Regions from separate parts of the Mus musculus genome. Here region 1 is linked to region 2. The links are chromatin contacts, called in public HiChIP or PLAC-seq maps. All regions are on one chromosome and are shown on one strand. The core of a region is the stretch at or near the end of the contact, and the rest is flanking DNA. Distances in the headings are between cores, read along the strand shown. Region 1 overlaps Dnm1 (dynamin 1). Region 2 has its middle 13 kb from the start of Prrc2b.

What was found. HiChIP or PLAC-seq counts read pairs in DNA pulled down with a chosen protein or histone mark.
Region 1: a contact with region 2 is called in an H3K27ac HiChIP or PLAC-seq map of stem cell-derived epiblast-like cells, with 4 times the contacts expected there. The contact joins two enhancer-like sites. A contact is called at or near these places in 3 of 484 Hi-C or Micro-C datasets (all in embryonic stem cells), 10 of 115 datasets of contacts at active chromatin or transcription factors (T-cell acute lymphoblastic leukemia, embryonic stem cells, epiblast stem cells and 2 more) and 3 of 9 other capture datasets (adipose tissue, liver and pancreatic islet).

What each region holds. Positions count from the first base shown.
Region 1 is chr2:32,310,107-32,315,644 of GRCm38.p6, reverse strand. It overlaps Dnm1 (dynamin 1), which reads left to right. Exons shown (of 23, transcript NM_001301737.1): 18 at 298-309; 19 at 585-755; 20 at 2,720-2,961; 21 at 3,303-3,518; 22 at 5,158-5,194. The coding sequence ends at 5,179. Among named protein-coding and RNA genes, the nearest start is that of Gm23363, 5.4 kb to the left of the region's middle. Within about 2 kb of position 3,209, at least 179 of the 459 cell types and tissues checked have an H3K27ac peak or open chromatin away from gene starts, as enhancers often do. A contact at or near this core is called in stem cell-derived epiblast-like cells, where this site is marked.
Region 2 is chr2:32,135,392-32,141,032 of GRCm38.p6, reverse strand. No RefSeq gene overlaps it. Among named protein-coding and RNA genes, the nearest start is that of Prrc2b, 13 kb to the left of the region's middle. Within about 2 kb of position 2,937, at least 337 of the 459 cell types and tissues checked have an H3K27ac peak or open chromatin away from gene starts, as enhancers often do. A contact at or near this core is called in stem cell-derived epiblast-like cells, where this site is marked.

The DNA of each region.
Region 1 (5,538 bases), core at 1,960-4,459, 170 kb before region 2:
CACTCTCCTCGCTACTGGAGGAGAGTTTCCTGTACTTTCATACACTGGTGGCTTCAGGGGTTCCTCTCACATCTCTCCCCCGCCCCATCATTATGGCAGTGGGTACATGTACCAGGGTCAGAGTACACTGTGCTAAACTCACACAATCTCTCTCTCTCTCTCTCTCTCTCTCTCTCTCTCTCTCTCTCTCTCTCTCTCTCTCCCTCTCTCTCTCTCTCTTTCAAATGTGCTCCTTGGTGGTGGCGGTGACCATGGCCATGCTAATGCGACTTCTGTGGCTCTGACGTGGACCTTCAGGACAAAGAGAAAGTAAGTGTACAGTCTCTTCTAGTCTGGCACCCACAATGGCCAAGTGCTTAGAAATGCTCTTTTCTAATGTACGGATTGGGAAACTGAGACAAAATCTAGCCACTAGGGTTAGAGTCAAGTCAGGGTCCTGCGAGGCACAGAGGTGAGCTGGAGCCCTGAGTTGCCCTCAGCGCATCTGTGTGGCTGGCACCCTTGTGAGGGCTGAGGTCTTAGTGACTCCTGGAGTCTGGTTGCACAAGCCCTGCCACACCGATGCCTTGTGTTCCCAATGGCAGGCCAGTGAGACCGAGGAGAACGGCTCTGACAGCTTCATGCACTCGATGGACCCTCAGCTGGAGCGCCAGGTGGAGACCATCCGGAACCTGGTAGACTCGTACATGGCCATTGTCAACAAGACTGTGCGGGACCTCATGCCCAAGACCATCATGCACCTCATGATCAACAACGTATGTACATCGCTGTGGGGTGTGCAGCGTGACAATGTATGTACATCGCTGTGGGGTGTGCAGCGTGACAGTGCGTGTACATCGCTGTGGGGTGTGCAGTGTGACAATGTATGTACATAGCTGTGGTGTAAGACCAAGCAGCCGGTTGGCTTATTTCTTTTTTTTTTTTTGTAAAGATTTATTTATTTATTATATGTAAGTACACTGTAGCTGTCTTCAGACACTCCAGAAGAGGGAGTCAGATCTCGTTACGGATGGTTGTGAGCCACCATGTGGTTGCTGGGATTTGAACTCTGGACCTTTGGAAGAGCAGTCGGGTGCTCTTACCCACTGAGCCATCTCTCCAGCCCGGCTTATTTCTTTTTATCACATTATTTACAAAAGCACGGGGTGCTGGGCATGGTGGCACACACCTTTAATCCCAGCACTCGGGAGGCAGAGGCAGGCGGATTTCTGAGTTTGAGGCCAGCCTGGTCTACAGAGTGAGTTCCAGGACAGCCAGAGCTACACAGAGAAACCCTATCTCGAAAAAAACCAAAAATAAATAAATAAATGCACGGGGCAGGGGAACACTTGCCTTTGTGTTGTCTGTTGGTCCTGGACAACTTGAGCAAGTTTGTTTTCTCCTTTTACCACGTAGGTCTTAAGGATTGAACTCAGATCATTAGGCTTATCAGCAAGCACCTTTACCCACTGAGTCATCCCATAGTCCCCAAACCCTTAACTTTTTATTATTTTTTTTCCAAGACAGAAACTATGTAGCTCTAGCTGGAACTCATAGAGATCCACCTGCCTCTGCCTCCCAAGTGCTGGGATTAAAGGCATACATCACTATGCCTAGTTCCAAAACCCTTCATTTTGATAGTATTTATTTTAAACCCAAGATATCCAAAATATTGTTTTGAGATGGAGTCTTGCTGTAGAGCCCAGGCTGGCCTCAAACTTGTGGCTGATCTCTTCCTGGCTTACCTTCTCAGTACTGAGATGACAGTTGTGGTCTATTTACTATACCTGGCCCCGATCTAGAAAACATTAATTTACAGGATATGTTGCCTACCATTTTCCCACTAAGTTTTTTAAACCTCCCCATGATGTTACATATTCAGTGGAAATACTTCATCTTAATTTGAATTTTAAGACACTTAAAGTTGAAAAATAAGGTATCTAGGTTGACCCAAACACACGTGTTTGGGAGGAGCTAGAAATCGTGGCTTTTTGAGAATCTCAGATACTGCCTTGAAACACACCTCACCTCACTGCTCCACCACAGACCTGGGGCTGTGACAAAGCAGGCTCCAGGAAGCACAACTCGGGTGGAATGCTGCTGGCTTTCCTACAGATTCCCTATGTGGGTCTGAGTCTATGTAATCTCTGAGTCTGTTTCCCAGTGTGCAAAATATGGCCGTCGATGATAGAGTTGAGGACAGAATGCATATGAGGTGTGGAGCAGCACGAAGCCTGGCCCGTGGTATGTAGTCAGTAGATTTTGGAAAAGGAGTCAGTGAGATTGGAGGAAGCTGCAAAGAAACCAGCAGCTCACAAGATTGTCCCAGACAGGGTGGGATAAGAATGCCTGGGCATTTGAGGTGGGCACTAAACTTCCACTACACACTTGGACACCTGTCACTCAGTACAATGACACATTATAGTTATAGATTTGTTATTTTCTTCCTTAAGGACTCAGGGTAGGCAGTTGTCCTAGTGACAGGCTATATTCTGAGTTTCCTCCCGGATCTGAAGCCTAGGGCAGGTGACTTCCCTATCCCGCTGTGTATTCTTGTCTGAGAAAAGGACATTAAGATGGGATTTGAAGAGACCTGCGAATTTAGGCATCAAGCAGAAGTAGCCATCTGAAATACCAAACCCCAGCTCCCAGTTCTGTACCCAGATCCAGCAGGTCTGGCCTGCGACAAGGTGGCAGGGTCTTCGGGTTCTAGCTTCCTTCCTTCCTTCTCTGTGCACAGACCAAGGAGTTTATCTTCTCTGAGCTGCTGGCCAACCTGTACTCTTGCGGGGACCAGAACACACTGATGGAAGAATCGGCCGAGCAGGCTCAGCGGCGCGACGAGATGCTGCGCATGTACCACGCACTGAAGGAGGCGCTCAGTATTATCGGCGACATCAACACGACCACCGTCAGCACGCCCATGCCCCCGCCCGTGGACGACTCCTGGCTGCAGGTGCAGAGCGTACCGGCCGGACGCAGGTACCAGGGCCGGCCCCCACGGCCCCAAAGCCCCCCAACCCGGGGCCCGCGGGAGGAGGGCCGGGACCAGGCAGTGGCGCGCCGGGGTCTCGGGGGCTCCCACCTGGAGCGAGGGGAGGAGCTTAGAAGAGGGCGGGGCTTATTGCGGGGCGGGGCTTGCCAAGAGCGCTGGCTGCAGGGTGGGTGGCGCCGCTGGGGATCCGGCTTAGGCTCCCACGCTAAGGCCGCTGTGGGCGGGGCTTGCTGCATGGGCGGGGACAGCCTGGGCTGAGGGCGGGGTCTCTGTTGGGGCGGAGCCGCTCATCTCTGCTCCGCGCTTCTTCTGCTCTTGTCGCCGGTAGATCGCCCACGTCCAGCCCCACGCCGCAGCGCCGAGCCCCCGCCGTGCCCCCAGCCCGGCCCGGATCGCGGGGCCCTGCTCCTGGGCCTCCGCCTGCTGGATCCGCCCTGGGGGGGGCGCCCCCCGTGCCCTCCAGGCCGGGGGCTTCCCCTGACCCCTTTGGCCCCCCTCCCCAGGTGCCCTCGCGCCCCAACCGCGCCCCGCCTGGGGTCCCCAGGTGAGTAGGGGCTTAAAGCCCCGGGAAAGGCCGCCAGGCGGGCGTAACCCGGAGGGAGGTAGAGTCGGATAGATCCTCGGCCTAGCAGCAGAAGCGACCCTCTCCATCTTAGGCGTTGGGGTCGTAATGCAAGGCCAAGGGACCTGCGGCCACGGGCAGGCGGTCCTGCCCCGCAGGGGGCGCTGAGTCCCGGAGGTGGTCGTTTCTGGGAAGGGGGCTCTGGGGCTCAAACCACTTGCCCCCTTCTTTTCAGCACTTGCATGGCGCTTCCCTCTTTTTTTCATTTTCTCTCTGTGGCTCCCACACTTTGCATTTCTTAAACCCTTGCCTTCCATCCTCCTCCATTCCACTCTTCACTGACCCGGCCCAGCTCCTGGTGAGCCTAACTCAGGTCTAGGTTTCTGAACCGTGTGGTTTTCTTCAGTTACATTCAGAGCTACCTTGATGCCCCACTTTCCCCAGCTCTGACTCTTTTGAGCTGTCCCAGAATGCTGTTCAGCCTCTGGCCCACAGTGTCAGGCCAGGCTGTGACTGTGTGACCAAGCAAGGTGTGATGATGTGTATGTGGGCGTGCACACGGGTGTGAATGTGAGATCGGCACCCAGGTGCGGACTAGGATAGAAAGCAGCTGGGGATGGGATCTAGGAATGGTGAACAGTCTGGTGGTCTGAAACCAGATGGTGGGTAGGGACAAGGATCAAAGACTACCCTGCTGCTAGAGATCTCCAGGAAAAAGGAATATACTTCATCCCTTGGCTTTGCCTTCTTTATCCATGACTGGCCTTCCAGGAAGCTCACTCTAGTAACCAACTCAGTCTGCCCTGTTTCTGCTGACTGTGGCTGGTCTCTGAGAAAGAACACATGATCTGATAGACCAAAAGCATCTATCTGGGAATCTAGATGACTGAAGGACAGAGCTAGGGGCCTAGCCCCCATACACTAAACGAGGCAGGGATGGGCTTACTCTGTGGGACTCTAATGTCTGGAACAGTTAAGACAGGACTGGGAGTCCAGAAATGCTGGTTCACTTCCCTTAGGCAAGTCATTTTCCCTCTCAGGGCTTTAGTTTCCTTCTAAATACATGTGTGTCCCCTGACATTTCCCCAGGGGAGTGTGAGATTGACAGAGACAGTGGGCTGCTTTACTAATGGTCAATGGTAGGGTGGGGTAGGTTGGAGATTTGTAGAGACTCAATGATATAGGGAGCCATGGAAGGTTCTTGAGCAAAGAAATGACAGCTGGATCCTAAAGTGCAAGCCCTGTCCTTTACGGAGCCCTATGGTAACCCTGTCAGCACACCAGGCCTGGATGTGCAGGGAGCTGGTGCAAAGGCCTTCTCTGTGCAGGCGAGCTTCTGTGTTGTGACAGCTCATGCGTGTGCTTCTGTGTGCTGAGTGGCTGCATGTCCCAGATCCGTGCTGCACGACGTATTGGCCGGCAATGGTGCTGGGCACTGGGAGGTGGGAGGGAGATATATGCGTGTTTGTGGGCATGTGTGTTAACGTGTGCACGCAGGGCCTTAAGGCCTCACAGCATGTGTGTGCACGCCCAGGCGTGTGCGTGTGTGTGTCCCCTAACCCCCAGCCTGGCCCACCTGTGTGTTTGTGAACTGCCCTGTTGATTTCGTGCTGTCTTTCAGAATCACTATCAGTGACCCCTGAGGAGTGTCAGCTACGGTAGGTTATGCTCTCAGCCTGCTGCATGAACAGTGTGTCTACCCCTCCCTCCTCGCTGCACCAGCTCCATGCTGAGGACACCTGGGACCCCTGAGCCAGGCCCCTCCTCCTTCTCCTGCAGCTCTGGACTCCCTCTTCCTGTCCTCTTCCAGCTGGCTCTCTCACTTCCCTTTCCAGTGAGCCTCGGGACTCAGCGCCACTACTCAAGGCCTTCTTGCTTAAACTGAGGGCTCTTGGAACAGGTTTCATGTCCAAGACGGTAGATGTGGGTGCTCCCTGGAGACACCAGACCACTGTTGACAGTGTAGGGACTAAGAACTAGGAGAGGGTGTCTTCAGCCTCTG
Region 2 (5,641 bases), core at 1,688-4,187:
CTCTGCAGCAATGCCTCTGCTGTGTGGGTCAGGGTGAGAATGGTTGTCTAGGTTACTTCCCAAGGACTTGAAGGCTATTTTTTTGTGGAAACCACAGGTGCTTTTCTGGGGCCTGGGCAGGTGTGTGCTAGTGACTCCTTTGATTCAGGGGGCTGACTTTGTACCTAGGCCTCCATTGTCTGCATTGTACTCAGTGAGGAGTCTGGAAGACTAATTATGCATGCAAAGACCTCCAGATACAGCACCTCATCTCCAGATGACAGACACTCAAAGGGCTGTGCCTCTTGATCCCATAAATACCCCTTCATCCTGTCCTCAGGGAGACTGATTTGAGTAATGCCTTCCCTCTCCATGCTTGGCTGCCTCCCGAATGAAGCCTCTCTGGCTTCTGCAAACCCGGTCTTTTCGATGATTGGCTTCCTGCCTAGCAGGCCCCGGGTCAATGACACAATAAGATCCTGCCCTGTGTTGTCTGATGTCAAAGCTTGTGCTCTTAACCACAGGGCCAGACTGAATGCATTTTCTGGCACAGACTGAGGCAACACGAGGAAGATGAGCCAATGCAGACTGGACGTCTAGCTCAGTGGTAGAGTGCTTGCCTCGCCTATGTGAGGCCTTGAGTTTAATCCTCGGCACCCATTTAATCTACAGTCTACCTATTACCAGGCTTCTTAGGACAAGGGCCTGGGCCCTGGGAGACCTGGCAAGGTAGGCTCAGACACTCATCAACAGGCCAATTAAACACACACAGAGAAGTGGAAAGAGGAGAAAGGTTTATTCCACATGGCCATTTTGGGAAGAGAACTATCTAGGCTCAGTGACTTGCTCTCCCTAGCTCAGGAACTTGACATGAGGTTCAGGTTTAAATACAGGGCCAGAGCTATGCATAACTAAGCAGTCTAAGCCAACCCTGATCACTGATCCACCGTTACTCCAGTCTTTCCTGCAAGGAGGTCTGACAAGTTGTATGAAGCTTCTCCCTGGGAGACACCCCAGCACCAGGGTTCAGCCAGGGTTTTCCTCTCAGCATTGGATTCCCTGGAAAATTGCAATTTCTTGGCGACCATTGTGTCAATAGTCTGATTTCCACAGGAAGGGTACAAGGTCCCTTTAGAGGATCTTTGTTCCTTCTGGCAGTTACAAAGTTTTACAAACAAAAATTTTTTAAGGAAAGTTTGTAAAGACATCCAGGTGACTAAGCTGATCTCATGACTCTGTCGTAACTTCCCAGTGTAAGGTAGGTTTGAGATGGTCTCAGGTCCAGCTGCCTGGATATAGCAGCCAAAGGCAGGATGGAGTACTTAAATCACTGGTCCACAGTCACAAAGGATGGATGCTACTGGGATACAGGTCTTCCACACCCCAGTGGACACCAAGCTCAGACAATCGCCACAGGGGGAATGACAAACCAGGGGGGCCCAGGTGTGCATCAAGAATAATGAGAGAGTAGGGTTCTCTGAGCCAGGTCCCCATAGGTCAGGGGCCCGTGGAGTTCCATGCAGAGCTGTGAGCAATGGCTTTTCCCAGATGCTCGGCCCTAGCCTCAACTCTCAGGAGAGGTTACAGGTTCTAGTATTTTCAAAGGAGAATTAACTAATGAAATACCAGACAGTTTGGCTAAGTCTCGGGCCAGGCGGCTGCAATGTTTCTGGCCCTTATTGACTTCTTTAGCCTCATTTCTTCCCTGTTTCCTTTTTACCCACAAGGCTTTTCCTCACCTCTGGACCTCTGATGGTGTGAATCCTTCCCATTTCCTGTTAACTCCCTTCGCATGGGTGTGTCCTACCCACCCCTCCGGACTCAGCTTGCTGGTGTTCCCCATGGGTACCTATCTCCAAATTACCACTGTCAGATTTTCTGATTTCCCTCCCTTGGTCCTCACTTAACTGCTTAGGAGACTGGAGATAGCAGTCTGGTGGTGTGCACTGGGGGAGGAGGAGATAGTGTTGTGATGTCCATGTTCATTGCTTATTATGGGTTAGGCATCATTCTGAACATGTTGATACAAACTCACTTGATCTTCACAAGAATCTAGAGACAGCTTCTGTTTATACCTTCATTCTAAAGAAGATATTGTATGAAAGGGTTACATGCCTTGCTTGAAATAGCTAAGAATGTATGTTCAGGGCCTGGCCTCAACCCAGGCAATCTGTCTCCAGGGCTTACACACACATTTGCCAGGCGCCTGCCTCTCTACAGACAATAAAAGGAAAGTCTGCAGAGTGAAGTGCTGCTACCCCGGGGGAGGGTACAAAAGGACCCTCTGGGGTAAAAGAGGGAAACATGATCTTTTTATTTCTGATTATCTGATCTAAAAAAAACAAAACCAAAAAAACCACTTCAGTAATATGCAGCATACAGACTGACCAGGGACCCTTATCTCAGCTGAGGGTCAATCCATGTAAATCCATATTAGTACAATTTCATATTGTTCTGACTTCCTCAAAGAACCAAGCGGGCATCTGTTGCAGTGCTCGCTAAGTGGATTAATGCCCTAAGCGTTTTTGTCCTATTTAAACTAACGCTCATAGAGTGGATGAATTTTCAAAGAATCACATTCTAGAGGGTGTGGTGATGCTCGCTTGTAATCTCAGAACTCAAGGGGAGGAGGCAAAAAGATCAGTTCAAGATCCTCGTACACACAAGGAGTTCAAAGCCAGCCTAGGCTTTACTAGACTCTGTCTCAGAAAACAAAACAAAACAAAAAAAAAAAAAAATATATATATATATATATATATATATATATATATATATATATATATTTCATGCAGTGTACTACAGACGGGTCATCAAACCCAGGAATAGCACAGCCTGCAACGCCTCAGCGTTCCCGCGCATGCGCAGATCCGTGTTATCGCGGGGTAGAGGGTGGGGCCTTATAGCCGCATCCCTTTCCTTTCCCCCTCTTGTTTTTTTTTGGGGGGGAGGGGCAGGGGTTTACTGTCTCGCATTGTGATTGGACGAGCTATGGTCGGGGGTAAGCGATTGGGTGAAGTTTCTGCCTCTCTCCCAGAAATTTGCTCCGATTGGCTGAGATTCCGCGACGCGCTGTGAGGTCATCCGTACTGCGACGTCCGGCAGATTGTGGGGCTGGCAGCGCCCGGTTGTTATTGGCTGCTGTGCGGTCCGGGTCGCCCGGGATCCGGCCGCAGCGGGTTTCCTCGAGTTTGGAACCCAGGCTTGGTAACTTAGTAAGCAGCTAGGAGCAGTCAGTCCCCTGCAGATACAGAACACCGGGCTGTCTGTCTTGTGTTTCAGAGACGGGGTTTCTCACTCAAGTCACGCTCTGTCTGGGCAGCGAGCTGCTGAAGTCATCCTCCTGTCTCCGCCTTTCCAGCTCTGCGGTTTTCCACCACGCATGGTGCTGGAGATTGAAATCACGTCCTCCTGCCTTCATGGCTAGCCGTTTTCCCACCGAACTCTTTCCTTAGCCACCACTAGTCAAAGGCCAGTTGCTGGGCGGCCTTATTAACCGGTCTCTGGTGGCAGGAGAGGAACTTCAGGGGAAGTGTAACCAGCCAAAGGCTTTGCAAAGTTGGTCTGAAGTTCTGAGGCCTGTAGAAAGCGAATCGTACCCAACCACATTTTGTTATTGATCTTGTTTGGTTTTTTGTTTTTCCAAGGCAAAATCCTCTCTATAGTCTTGTTTGTCCTGGTTCTGACTTAAAAAAAACACCAGGTATGAACATGAGGCACATGTATACGTGCAGACAAAATACTCATGCACATCAAATACATATCTAACAAAACCACAAAATAATAATAAAAGTGGAGAGCTATTAGGAAGGCATGTAAGGTCGCCTGTGGCCTCCAGGAGTTCATGCAGAAATGTTATAAATTAGCTGGGCGGTGGTGGCACACGCCTTTAATCCCAGCATTTGGGAGGCAGAGGGAGGATTTCTGAGTTCGAGGCCAGCCTGGTCAACAAAATGAGTTCCAGGACAGCCAGGGATACAGAGAAACCCTGTCTCAAAAACCAAACAAACAAACAAACAAAAAGTTATAAATTTGTCAAAGTGGACCAACTGTCCTCAGAGAAATGAGAATACTTGTACACAAAAGTTTATAACAGCTGTGACCAGAAAGATGTACCCACCCTCATTAGTCCCCAGCTCATGTGTGTTGTTACTGGACCTGCGTGGGGAATGGGCGGGTGTGACTAAGGATCCCAGCAAATACAGTGGAATCCTTGGGGCTGACAACAGTTGCAGAGGTGATTGATGGTTGTGCTCTTGGGACATGAGGAAGGGACCATGAGCTAAGGGACTAACGATAAACTCGACAGCATTTGGATCTCTTAAGAAGCAGACTGAAGGCTGGAAGATGGCTCAACGGGTAAGAGCACTGACTGCTCTTGCAAAGGTCCTGAGTTCAAATCCCAGCAACCACATGGTGGCTCACAACCACCTGTAATGAGATCTGACGCCCTCTTCTGGTGCATCTGAAGCCAGCTACAGTGTACTTAGATATAATAATAAATAAATCTTTAAAAAAAAAGATTGTTTTAAAAAGAAAGGAAGAAAGAAAGAAAGCAAGCAAGCAAGCAAGCCGGGCATGGTGGCGCACACCTTTAATACCAGCACTTGGGAGGCAGAGGCAGGCAGATTTCTGAGTTCAAGGACAGCCTGGTCTACAAAGTGAATTCCAGGACAGCCAGGGCTATACAGAGAAACCCTGTCTTGAAAAACCAAAAAAAAAAAAAGAAGAAGAAGAAGAAAAAGAAGAAGCAGCAGCAGCAGACTGGGTCAGGAGTTAGGGGTGGGGGAGGCTTAGAGGACAGGGTCACAAACGGCCTGAGAAAATTAAAACATGAAGGTATCATTTCTTATAAAAATAATTTTATTTTATGTGCATTGATGTGAGGGTGTCAGATCCCCTGAAACTGGAGGTACAGACAGTTATGAACTTCATGTGGTTGCTGGGAATTGAACCCAGGTCCTTGGAAGAGCAGCCAGTGCTCTTAGCCACTGAGGCATTTTTTTTTTTCCAAGACAGGGGTTTCTCTGTATAGCCCTGGTGATCCTGGAACTCGCTCTGTTGTAGACCAGGCTAGCCTTAAACTCAGAGATCCACCTGCCTCTGCCTCCTGAGTCTGAGTGCTGGGATTAAAGGTGTGCACCACCTTGGCCCAGCCTGTCAAAACAACAGAAAAACAACAAAACTGTAACAAATAAAACAGCAGCAATCTGTGGAGGATCTGAAATTTAGTTCTTCATCAGCAAATATCAAAAGCTGACAGAGCCAGGCTGCCACAAGTCCTCTGTCAGCAGACAGGGCTCCACACAGATGATGCAGATGACACTGGCATGTGCTGCCACCAAAAGTAACATTTGATTGTGAGTCTTACTCTGTAGCCCAGGCTGGTATTGAACCCATAGCAATCTTCTTGCCAGCCTCATGTCTGAGTCAGCATGGCTCCATGGAGAGTTTGAAGCCATCATGGTCTATATGAGACCCCATCTCCAAACAATATATATATATATATATATATATTTGCAACAGAGTAGAGTCAGATGCAGTGGGATAGAGACAGGGGGTTGAGAGTTTGAGGCCAGCCTGGCCTACACAAGGAAATTTCACTAACAAAACCAAAGAATCCAGAAACCAAACCATATACATAGATAGATAGATAGATAGATAG